Linked DNA regions of Mus musculus: regions 1 and 3 are each linked to region 2. A link is a contact called in public Hi-C and HiCAR-type data. All regions are on one chromosome and are shown on one strand. The core of a region is the stretch at or near the end of the contact, and the rest is flanking DNA. Distances in the headings are between cores, read along the strand shown.

Region 1 (4,210 bases), core at 1,404-3,903, 2.8 Mb after region 2:
CGGATGACAAGTTGGGAAATTACTATCCAGAGCTGTAGGTTTTCTGTTGGAAATACTAAAAATGTTCTATATCTTTTTAGAAATTTAAAAAACAAAAACAAAAAACATGTGGCCTGGCGGTGGTGGCACACACCTTTAATCCCAGCACTTGGGAGGCAGAGGCAGGTGGATTTCTGAGTTCAAGGCCAGCCTGGTCTACAGAGTGAGTTCCAGGACAGCCAGGGCTACACAGAGAAACACTGCCTCGAAAAAAAAAAAAAAACAAAACCAAAAAAACAAAAAGCATGTGTATTTGGCGTGGATGTCCATGGAGACAAGAAGAGGCTGTCCAATTCCCTGGAGCTGGAATTACAGGTGTTTATGAGCTGCCAAATATCCTTGCTTGGAGCCAAACTAACCTAACCCTAACCCTCTCTAGAAGAGCGGTAGGTGTTCTTAACCACTAAGCCATCTCCAGAAACCTAAAATAATTCTTAATTTGGGATGTGTACTGCACATTTTAAATATACTAAAAGCTCTTGAGTTATGCACTTTAAATGTGTGAATTGTGTCCTGTGTGAAATGATTATCAAGTAGACTGTTTACAACACAAACAAGGAACCAGGCATGGTGGCCTATGCCTGTAATGCCAGCACTGAGGGAACGAAGGCAAGAGGGTCCTAGAGTTCCTAGCCAGCGGGGGCTACCTGATGAGTTCCAGGCCAGTCATGGCACAACCTGTCACAACAAAATAAATAACAAAACAAACAAACCAACCAAATCAAACCATCAAAGAACTGTATTAGAAAATCTGGCATTGGGTCCAGGTGCAACAAAACCCCCTCCGTGTTATTCTCTTAACATCAGATCTAAATTCCATCTGTCCGACCCTCCATTCACCCACCCACCCATTTCTAATGTAATAGTGAGGCTACCTATAGAGGTGGAGTCCCTCTTCAGCAACAGAACACCCAATCTCTTTAGTGCAGCCACCCTGAGCCTGCTTGCTACTCCATCCTATAAAGAAGTGCCTTTGGTCCTTTGGTAGAAGCTGAGGCCAGGACCTCCAGTAACTGAAGATTGAGAAATCTCATTTTCTCCTAACCGTGGTGTCACAGAGGTCTTCCTCCTATTTCTCTTCCTACTGCTAGTGCTCCACTTTAACACTTGCTACCAGCAAACAACTCTGCAAGGCTTCCAGCAGAGTCAAAGCCAGGCAGTGGCGCGCGCACACACCTGCAATCCTGCACTTGGGAGGTGGAGACGGGAGGAATGTGAGCCCAAGGTCTCCTCCCTCTGTTCTGAAGAAAACTTTTAGACCAGCCTGAGCTACATACCACCCTGCCTAAATAAATAGATCTTTCTTTCTTGGAACTCCAGTCAGATCTAGAAGTCATGTTCCAGCAGTTGGCGGGGTTGGGGAGTTGGAAGCGGGGGAGGGAAGTGGGAGAGGGATTCATACCACTCTGAGAACTGCACGTGAGCATCTTCAGAGGTGCTCTTCAGGGCAAGTTAACAGCTCTCCTAGACCTTGCCTAAGCAACCCTGAGCACAAGACTAGCTACCCACTGAGCACCCAAGAACTCAGCACCAAGTTTGCATAATGACTCCAAACCGTGGCGGGTAACTAAGGTTACTTACTCGAAAGAATCACGGGGCTCCTCTAACCTAACCTAACCTAGCCCTGCTCCAGACTGTGCATACTGCATGCTAAAGCCCAACTTCTGCAGATGCTCCGGATGCCCACAAGCGGAACGCAAGAGGAGTTCGCAAAAATAAAAGGAAAAAAAAGTGAAGAAGGTTCCTGCAGCAGCTTAGCTTGGTGGTTCCCCTCAAAGCAGCAACACTGGGAGCTTGGTATCATTCTACTGTCTATGAACTCTCACTGGCTACCCCCCTTTCCGTGCAGAGCCTGGTCCACAGCTGCCCCGACGTGCAGCAACAGTCCAGTGAATGCTTGGATGCGTGTTCTCCAAGGACTGGTCTCCCGATCCACTGCCAAATAGAATCTAAACAGCGTTGTGCTCTGTGCGTACACGGTGCTTCCAAAAGACTCCCTAAGCCTTTACCAATTGAACTTGCTGGAGCCACCACTACAGAGCTGCCAAATGCAGCCAATTCCAGCCCGGCGCCCACCGCACACAGACACCATGGGAGGGAGGGATCCTCAGAGAGAAACGGAGGGCTCCTTTGCTGTCCACACACCCGTCGGTCACTAGGCGCGTTGCAATCTCTCTGCCCTGTGGTCCCCAGACAAGCATCTATCTGGGTGCACGGTCTCCTAGCTCACCCCTAAGGTCTCCGGCCACCCCGCGGGCACACTTGCAGTGGTTGGTCCTGGCAATCGCATCCGTCTGCAGGTGGCTCTCACTGGGGCTCTTTCTTCACCTATGAATTATGCAAAGCCGAGCGGGAAAACAGTAGGGAAAGACGAACTGACCTGTGCAGGGCAACGTTCCAGCCCAGGTTGGGGACCTCTTGGCGCCTAGGGAAGATTAGCCGCCGACTGGTTCTTAGCGAACCACTGCCCTGGCTCGCCTTCCCTCAGAGTACCCTTTCTCAATTAACTTCTCTTTCCTGTCGTTCACTCTGTCCTCTCCTTGTCCCTCTCCCGTCGCCTCCTGCCCTACAGAGCTTCCTTCCCCTCGCCTCTCACCCAGGATCAGATAAGAGGAAAGAAACCGCTGCGCGAGCCAATTATAAAGCCAAAGGTGGTGGCGGGGGGCGGGAAGTGGGGAGACAGACCCCCACTTTCCCTCCTCCTCTCTAGCATCCCCGCCCCGCTCGAGTTGCAGAGGAGCCCGCCCCACTCCTCCCAAGTTCAGCCCAAGGACTGGCAGCCGACCCAGGTGCGCGTGGCAGCCGGGTATAGAACGCAATTGAGGAGCCCCTGGGTCCTCCCCACCCCCACAACTAAAGCAGTGCCCTGTGCTCCCCCCCCCCCCATCAGAACCCCCGAGTCACTGGGAAATCTCCAGCACTCGTCCAGGCTCCATCCCCAAAGATGAGTTTTGCCTTCCCACAGTGGGTCCCCTCTCCCTTGCTCTTCAAGTCCTAGGGACCAGCACAGTCGCCAAGGGTAGACATTTATTCAACGGGAATCGACTGGAAGAATGCTAAATTGGAGGGTTTTCTTGGTCGTAGAAACAAAATATGGACAGTTTTATGCTGTTGGACCAGCAGATCTCCTTTCCCCATGCTCAGAGATTACAGTCAGTAGGTTTGAGCGAATCCGAAGGACCCATCGTCTATAAAACTCTGGGGACTCTGGTCTGTGCGGGCCACGCCCTTTGAGAAGTCCTGTTCTGGAATGGCTAGAGATGCTCAGAGCTCTTGGTGGCTGGGGACTGGATCTGAGTTCTTGTCCTCTGGGCGCTTTTTAAAAGGTCATCTTCCCATTTTGTGTCAGGTTAGCAAATGCCCAGGCGTCCAGTGTCACACCAGAAGTTGTCATCGGCTCAAATGGAGAGCGGGAGTTGCATACACGCCGACCATTTGTGAGAAAAGACCAAAATGACTGTGATTTTGATCAGTTCCAAGAGCAGGCGGTAGAGAATCAGTGAGAGGTACTCTCATACGTTCCCGAACCTGCCTCCAAAATGCCCTTCTGAGAGCACAGGAAGGGATGCGCTACACCATTCAAGGTGATTCCCGAGACCTCGAACCTTCCAAGCTTAGGCTTTCTTCAAATTTGCGTACTTCACTCCAAATGTTCTCCAAGTGGCCTCTCTGCGTAGTTTCTGAACTTCGCCTTAAAGTGAAAAGGATCGCTATAGCCTCCTCCCTGAGACCCCGAGTCGGGATCAGTCTTGGCTTCAACTCCGCCACAGAGAAAGAAGGCTGCTTTGCAGCTTGAAGATCCTTCTGTGCTTCATTAATGTGCGCTATTCGCCCGGGTCCCTCGGTAGTCGAACGCAAAGACTAAAAACCCGCACGCGGGACTGCCAGGGTGAGAGCGCCACCTGCCGCCTGCGTCGGCTTGGCGAACTGAAACAGACTTTTCTGGCAAGTAGGAGCCTGAATTCAAGGAGTATTTGTTCCTTGGATATATGTCCTTTCCAATGTTTTACTCCTCAAATGTCTATTATTATCCCCTTTTAATAATGTACCAAGGTGCTGGTGACCACTGTAAACACCGTTCTAAATCCCTTGGGGGAGGTAGTTAGGAGTTAGATATGATATGGGAGAGGTAGTGCATTATTTAATTATGAAAATCCAAAAATGGAAGACT
Region 2 (4,083 bases), core at 158-2,657:
CCAGATAAAAACTAGCAGGATTTGGAAACCAGGCGGAGCAGATCTATAATGCAACAGCTAAAAAAGAAGGACTCCCAACCACCATGTAGACTCCAGATCTCATTCCACTTAGTTGTGTGGTCTGGGACAAACCACAACCATTCTATAGTTCAGCCTTTGTAGTGTCAATAATTACCACAGAACCTGTCTCCAAGACATCGCTCTACCACCCCCTGTTCTCAATCTGTGGGTCATGGCGTTGAATATCAGATATTTACACTACGATTCTTAACAGTAGCAAAATTAGTTGTGAAATAGCAACGAAGTTTTTACAGCTGTGGGTCACCACAACAAGAAGATCTGTATTAAAGGGTCACAGCCCTGGAAGATTGAGAACCAGGGCAAGCACTTGGACTTGAGCTAAAGTGGTCACTGGTCAGTCACAGCTGAATGCTAAGTTCTTAGAGTCCTTGTTTGAGTGACCAGCTAGAGTTGAGAGGAGTCTATTTAAATGATCCTGAGGTTTCTCCTGAGTTGGGATAGCAGTCCCTACACAAAAGGAAGATGAGGCCTAGGGACAAAAAAGGCAAGGTGAACGGTGTTTGCACAAGCAGCCTAGGACACTAACCTCACAATCCCGGGGCCTTGTGTAAAACAGCAGCACACCCTTCAGTACCTCAGAGTTCTTCCAAGCTGCAATCACACCAGTACCTACCTCTTGGGATTACTGTGAGGTTCAACTGAGTTAATTTACACCATGCACGCAAAACAATGCCTAGCATATGGCAAGGATGGTGCAAATGCAACCATTATCATATGGCCAGTAAGGTAATGCCAGTAAGGTAATCAGGGTAGCCAGTTGCCTGAACTGGATTTCCTACTACCACAAATTCTGTGTCTCCATTGTCTTTAAAATTATAAAGACGTATACTTCAACCTGAATCAATGCAGACTTCAACAGTTACCATTGGGTCTCCAGCCTAACTCCCCTCCCTCCCTTGTCCCTATGCACTAAGACGCCCCGACTTCACCCCACTGCTCAGGCTCAGCTAAGGAGACCAGAAATGCGTTCCCCACCCTCCTCATCCCGGCGCTAAACCCGGGCAGTGTAGGCCAGCAGCAGCACTCAGGGGAGCATCCAGGAGAGGGGCGCATTGGTGGCGGCGCGCGAAACCGCGCAGATTCCCGGGGTCCGCGCCCGCGCTCTCTCACCAATAGCAGCTGTTGTAGACACATGCGTCCCGCGTAGGACAGACCGGCTGGTACTGCGGGGCCGTGGCGGCGGGGCCGTCCCCCTCCATGACCCGAAGCTGTGGCTCACAGGTCAACTAAACAACCCGCTGGCCGCAATTGTCGCCAGTCTCCCAGGAGGAGAGGACAACAGAGTAGGCGGCCAGGACAGTTTCCGGGTGGGAGAGCCGAGAGCCGGGTGGGCGGGGCCCCGTGCAGCGTGAGGGCGGAGCCCGGGATGACGAAGCCTGCGTGGTTCCGGGTGGGCGGGGCCTGAGAGAATGAGTGGGATCTGAGGGGGGTGGGGGTGGGGCGAGGCTGGTGGAGAGGGGGCTGGGAATGCGAATCTTAGGATGACTTGAACTGTGTAGTTCTTGCCAGGTTTTGCGTGGTGGGTGGAGCCTGTGGCAGAGCGGGATGCACTTAGAGGCTTCCCTCTCGCCCCGCCCCCCCCACCACCCGGACCCCAAACCGAACCTGTTCTTGAGCTACGCTGCGTAGACCTAGTCGCCCTCCCATGGAGGGATTGCTTGTGTTGTTGCCAGTGTTTAGATATGAGCTTCCGGATACACTTAAAACTCCAGCTAAGGTTGCCCGCTGTGTGAAACCAGAAGAAACTCTAAACTAAGAGATGCTTGGGCACGCACGAAAGCTGAACCTTTAGAGCAGGAACTGAGAAAGAAAGGCGAACGGGGGGGGGGGGGGGGGGTGTTAGTGCAGTGCACCCAGATCTCACCATATTGTAATTTAATTTCTTCTCATCTGGATCTCTCTCCCTCTCCGTGTGTGTGTGTGTATTTTAAAGAAAAAAAGTTTTAACCAGGTGTGGTGACAGACACCTAAAGTCCTTGCATGCAGGAGACTGAAGCAGGAGGATTGCTTCTAATGCAAGGTGATCCTAGACTACAAAAGAATTTTTCTTTTAAAAAAAAAAAGATTTAAAGAGTCTGGATAGCATTTTGTGTTAATCATATTTATTTTCAAAAGAGAAGACACCAAATTGCTAAAACAGTGTTTATGCATAGTGAATTAAAGACATAGAGAACTGTCTCTATAGACATCCCAGTCTCCTGTGTGTGCCTTAAGTGCTCAGAGAACCTCCCTGCAAACGCTGGACTTCTTAAGATTAGATTATAGGCCACCCACAGACTCTCAGCCTTCTGAGACCCCAACCCCATAAAGTGCTGTGCTGGTGGTATTCTGGTGAACTTCAGCTGCTGTCCAAAACCCATAAATCCTACAAACTAAACATGTGTTTGTGTCTGTTACCAATTTATTGTTTCAGCTTGAATACTCCCTTCAACAGAGGCTGGGAGGCAGGGAGTGGCAGTCATGAAGCCTCTCTTGGTTAGTACAAAGTGAGTGTGAAGTTAAGCTTTCTCAGTAGAAGGATGGAAAGAGATTGCAAGGGAAAGAGGATCCCTGCAGTTTCTAGAAGGGACCAGAGCTAGTTGTGTGATCATCCTGCCCTCCAGTGGAGTCAGCTCTGGACAGACACCAGAACTTGGGGAAGCCTGCTTGCAGTTGTGTGTGGACAGCAATGGCCTTCTGTCTTAATCAGGGTTTCTATTCCTGCACAAACATCATGACCGAGAAGCAAGGAAAAGCAAGTTGGGGAGGAAAGGGTTTATTCAGCTTACACTTTCACATTCCTGTTCATCACCAAAGGAAGTCAGGAAGCAGGAGCTGATGCAGAGGCCATGGAGGGATGTTACTTACTGGCTCGCTTCCCCTGCCTTGCTCAGCTTGCTTTCTTATAGAATCCAAGACTACCAGCCCAGGGATGGCATCACTCACAATGGGCCCTCTTCTGCCCTGGATCACTAATTGAGAAAACACCTTACAGCTGGATCTCACGGAGGCATTTCCTCAACCGAGGCTCCTTTCTCTGTGATAACTCCAGCCTGTGTCCAGTTGACACACAAAACCAGCCAGTACACCTTCTATCCTCTTTCCTCCCTCCATAGCACTTTTGCCCCAGGTGCTATGAGAATCAGCCCTGCTGCTTCTCAGACTCGCCCTCATCTGCCTCACACAACATCCAGCCCTACTCACCTACCCACACACACCATGGTCCACCCTTAAAGTCACAAGTATAGGGCTGGAGAGATGGCTTAGCAGTTAAGGGCACTGCCTGCTCTTCCAGAGGTCCTGAGTTCAAGTCCCAGCAAGAACATGGTGGCTCACAACCATCTATAATAGGATCTGATGCCTACTTCTGGTGTGTCTGAAGACAGCTATAGTGTACTCATAGAAACAAAATAAATAATTCTCTAAAGAAAATACACAAGTGTACCCTCCACTTCTGAATTGTTAAAAATACAAATGAAAATAGTAACCAGGAGGGGCTGGTGAGATGGCTCAGGGGGTAAGAGCACCCGACTGCTCTTCCAAAGGTCCGAAGTTCAAATCCCAGCAACCACATGGTGGCTCACCACCTGTAACAGAGATCTGATGCCCTCTTCTGGTGCGTCTGAAGACAGCTACAGTGTACTTACATATAATAAATAAATAAATAAATAAATAAATAAATAAATAAAAATTGATTCCTGTTGTTAAAAAAAAAAAAAAAGAAAGAAAGAAAAAAAGAAAATAGTAACCAGGAAATAACACCTAACATGGCATACCTATTCCTTGTTCTACTGCAAACACACAAACAGTGAGGAGTGGAGTCTTACCTTGAGGCCACCACTCCCTTAATTTCTAGGACTCTGCTTCATTTTACTTCCTGCTGCCCTATAATACTTGAACCATACATTCTGTATTTTCAAAACACTCTTCATGAATAAACCAAGAGTGAGCCAGAGGATAAAGGCTTTTCTAAGACTTCCTTTGTCAGTGCAATTAATCGGATTCTCTTCACTTTAGCCTTAG
Region 3 (3,658 bases), core at 493-2,992, 2.3 Mb after region 2:
CAGAAAGATTTGTCCTAGGACTTAAGGCTCTACTCTATCATAGCTTCTCTGTGGTCAGGTGATATGGCAGAAAAAGCATCAACCCTGGATGGAGTCAAACTCACACAGAGTAGGCTGACCATTCACTGGCTTGATGATCTGCAAACCAAGAATAATGAGGGGTTATGACTCATCTCAGTGTTGAGCATTCAGTGAATTTGACTCCAGAATGGTGGAAACACCTGCTCTTTCCTGAATTTGGACCCTAGTAGTCATTAGGGCCTTCTGCAACCCAGCCACTCTTGTTGCAGTACTTGGTATACAGCAGGGAAATGTACCTGACAGACACTCTCCTGTTCTCTGAAAGTAGCGACCAGCGTTACTGCACACTGCTGCCACCCAGGCCCCTGCATGTATATAATCACAGCTTGGCAATCACATCATCTCTGTGTGCAGTTGCCATGATGATCATGATTTTAACGCTAGAAACTGGACAGTACAATAACTTGCTCACAGTCATCTTTCAGGTAAAGGGCAGGCCATAAATTGCACAGCATCTGCTTGCTTGTCCCTCACACTCCTTGCCTGCCTCTTGTGTGGATCAGATGTTCTTACTCTCCATCAGCATAGCCCTTGGACTCCATAGAAAAGAAAAGAAGTCGTGACTGTCAGCCTGCCTGGCACTTGTCCCCACAGATTTTAGCACACTTTAAGTTTATTGTATCTAATATAACGAGAGGAGGCTGACTTTGACCCACAGGCCACATAGTATTCATCCATGCTGTGCTGACCAGCAGGTAAATGTTTACTGAGTGGGATTTCTGTTCTCTCCCATGCCACTCTCCAGGAGAACCTCGATGCCTCTCAATCTATGGCTCACAGCAGGCTTGGTACAACTCCTGCAGTATAATGCCTAATAAAAAGAGAAAAAGCGTTGACTGGGAAGACTGGCAAATGTTATTTAAGCTGAAGAGGGCCACTACAGCTTGACTATTAGACCATTAGCATGGGTAACGCCGGGCTGTGGGTCTGCCAGCCTTCCAGTTTCAGATTGTTATGACTTTCTAATTGCCAAGCTTCTTCCCCAGTGCCAGAATGTGCCTCTTCAAACCCCAACTGCAAGTTCATTGTCGATTACAATCAGCTACATGCTCTCCTACATTGTGGATCTTTAATGGCTTTCATCCCGCACCACTGACAGAAACTCTCCAGATAATGGCTCTAATTCCTTTGAAAACTCATGTTTTTGCTTATGTACACCGGAAAAAACAAGCTCTGATACAATTGCTTTCCTTCTGCCGATTTTCCTTTTGACAATTATCTGAAGAGAGCCTATTTCAAAATACTTACATTATCTTTAATATTCTTGAAATACATTTATAAATTAATTTAGCTCTTTGAATAGTTGGGGAAATAGATATTTTAAAATTATATGTAATTGAAAGACAAGCTTAATTCATGAAGCATAGTTTTACCATAGTGTGCCTGGAGCAGATAGTGCTTGCCTTTTTGTAACAACAAATAGATCTCTGACCCAGAAAAAATTTCCACTCCATGGTCAACAATACCTCTTAGAAAGTCTACCAAGCTATAGATGATAACCACTGACCACTAAGCTAGTATCGTGTTTTTAAGTGACAGTTGATGTCTTAGGAATATATTCAGAATTGACTTTTTGAGGCTATGTGAAAACAGTCCTTACATAATGCTCTGCGTGATGTTTGCTTCTACAACACTAGTAGACAGAGGCAATACTTCCTGTTATGTACATGGGGGAAACCCACAGCCCTTAGTGAGTTGGGAGGGAGGGGTAGAGAGCACAAGATAGTGAGTACTGAACTCTCAAACTTCCCTCTCATCTCAGGCAGAACAGATGGATGGGAATGTACTACAGTCAGCATTTATAGCTCCTTAACTCCTTTAGTTTTCTTCTTTTTAAAATATAACAGTTACCTTATTGTAAGGAACTCACAAATAAAAACAACCCAAGGTTAAGTTAATGTAGACACTCAAATCCCCTCCTGGTCTCAGACTTTGTATATCTCAATAAACTTCTCTAGTTAGCAATAGCATTCTGAAGGTGTCTCCACACCAGCTCATTACTATACCCTTCCTACTCTTCTTTCTCTTCGGGCTTAACACTTTCACTATCAGTTACAGTTACCAGGAAAAAAAAACATGAAAGAATTGAAGTTACAAAAACAATTATACACACTTTCATGAATCCTGTGCCCAACCTTCTCCATCACCCTCTGTTACCCTGCCTTGTTTTCCCTTCTAGACATTATATAACATACACTGTGTACGTGTGCGTGTGCGTGTGTGTGTGTGTGTGTGTGTGTGTGTGTCTTCTGGGCATGCACCCAGGCAGTTCAGTAACCTATCATAGAGATATTTGCATTTCATGCTTATTGCTACTTTATTACTACAGCAAGGATCTATTAGTAGATAAATAGATAATGAAAATCTGGCATATAGAAAAATGAAATATTATTAAACTTTAAAGAAAAACAAAACCAGTAAATCCACATGAAAATAAATGGAATTCAAATACATAATACTATGTAGGGTTGCCTAATCTCAGAAAGAAAAAGACTACTATGTTCTCCTGTATATGCAGAGTCTTTACCTATAATATAGTGATAGATTTTTTTATACTATTAGGACCAGTGATCTAACTTACTATCGGTGTTGGAAGATATTGGCTTAGTAATAGTGAGGATTAGCTTAAGGTCACATTTTAGAGAGACCCTGCTGTGTGAGATAATGAAGTAGCTGCCTTAGGACAAGGGAATGGTGTTTTAGGTTTCCTTTCAGCCATTCAGGGCTCTAAAGTATTGAATGTTGTAGAACCTTCCCACCAGAGTGTCCTCTCTTCCTCGGCTGTGACTATTGCTGCCACAAACTGACTTCCTTTGATGGTTTCCCCACTGAGGGCTTCTCAAAAGGTGGAGTTAACGTGGAGTGAGAAGAGGATTAAGGTGCAGGTGGTTTATGCAGGACTTCAGCTCAAGAAGCAGAAGATTGACACAGGGATCCCTAGTCAAAGTAGGAAGGATGTAGTCATGAGCTGGTTGCCACTTTGGATGACTGCGACTGAGGAATACAACTGTTCAGGATACAGCTAGAGTAACGACACCCTCTAACTGGTTTGAAGGCTGAAGGATAGCCAGTAATATCTCACTTCACCCTAGCTTCTTCTTTACCTTCCCAGCCTCCCATGGTTTTCTCCATGATTGTCTGACTCAGTGAAGCTGAGAGTCCACAGGTGAGCTCTTGACACTTGAAGGAATTGCCTACCCTCAATGCAGCTGAAGTTAGAAAGGGTCCAAGCATTAGCAGGGCTACTCATGCAAGCCAATAGTTGGTGCTACATAGCCTAACTCCCATTACACCTTGCTCTTCATTTCCTCCTAATTGCATTGCTGCAGCTTCTTCTATGCGCTGTGCTCCTCACTTCCAGGCCTCAGTGGTCCCCCACTGACTCTCTGGGATTTTTTTTTTTCATCCTTCCCGCCACTGTTTCCTAGATACTTTGCTAACCCAGCTCTGCAGTTCCTCCAGTCTGCATGTGTCCATCTTCAACTAATATTAATTTTTATCTGGTGTTTCTATCCTTTCTCTGCTTCCCATTTCATCAAAAAACAACAGAAGATCATTTCAAAAGCTCAATAGGCTC

Evidence for each region. A called contact is a pair of places that touch in the nucleus more often than the background predicts. HiCAR-type assays count read pairs that join an accessible place to other places.
Region 1: a contact with region 2 is called in a HiCAR-type map of astrocytes, with 6 times the contacts expected there. The contact joins the promoter of Col14a1 here to the promoter of Wdyhv1 in region 2. A contact is called at or near these places in 4 of 39 promoter capture datasets (embryonic stem cells, hippocampal neurons, liver and 1 more) and 1 of 115 datasets of contacts at active chromatin or transcription factors (astrocytes).
Region 3: a Hi-C map of B cells shows a contact between it and region 2, with 6 read pairs. The contact joins the enhancer-like site here to the promoter of Wdyhv1 in region 2. A contact is called at or near these places in 3 of 39 promoter capture datasets (hippocampal neurons, liver and pre-B cells), 1 of 484 Hi-C or Micro-C datasets (B cells) and 1 of 9 other capture datasets (liver).

The regions. Positions count from the first base shown.
Region 1 is chr15:55,306,194-55,310,403 of GRCm38.p6, reverse strand. Col14a1 (collagen, type XIV, alpha 1) reads right to left here and starts at 2,653. Exons shown (of 48, transcript NM_181277.4): 1 at 2,420-2,653.
Region 2 is chr15:58,138,690-58,142,772 of GRCm38.p6, reverse strand. Wdyhv1 (WDYHV motif containing 1) reads right to left here and starts at 1,407. Exons shown (of 6, transcript NM_029734.2): 1 at 1,192-1,407. The coding sequence starts at 1,280.
Region 3 is chr15:55,827,250-55,830,907 of GRCm38.p6, reverse strand. The region is part of intron 1 of Sntb1 (syntrophin, basic 1); the gene reads left to right. Among named protein-coding and RNA genes, the nearest start is that of Sntb1, 78 kb to the left of the region's middle. Within about 2 kb of position 1,742, at least 83 of the 459 cell types and tissues checked have an H3K27ac peak or open chromatin away from gene starts, as enhancers often do. A contact at or near this core is called in B cells and liver, where this site is marked.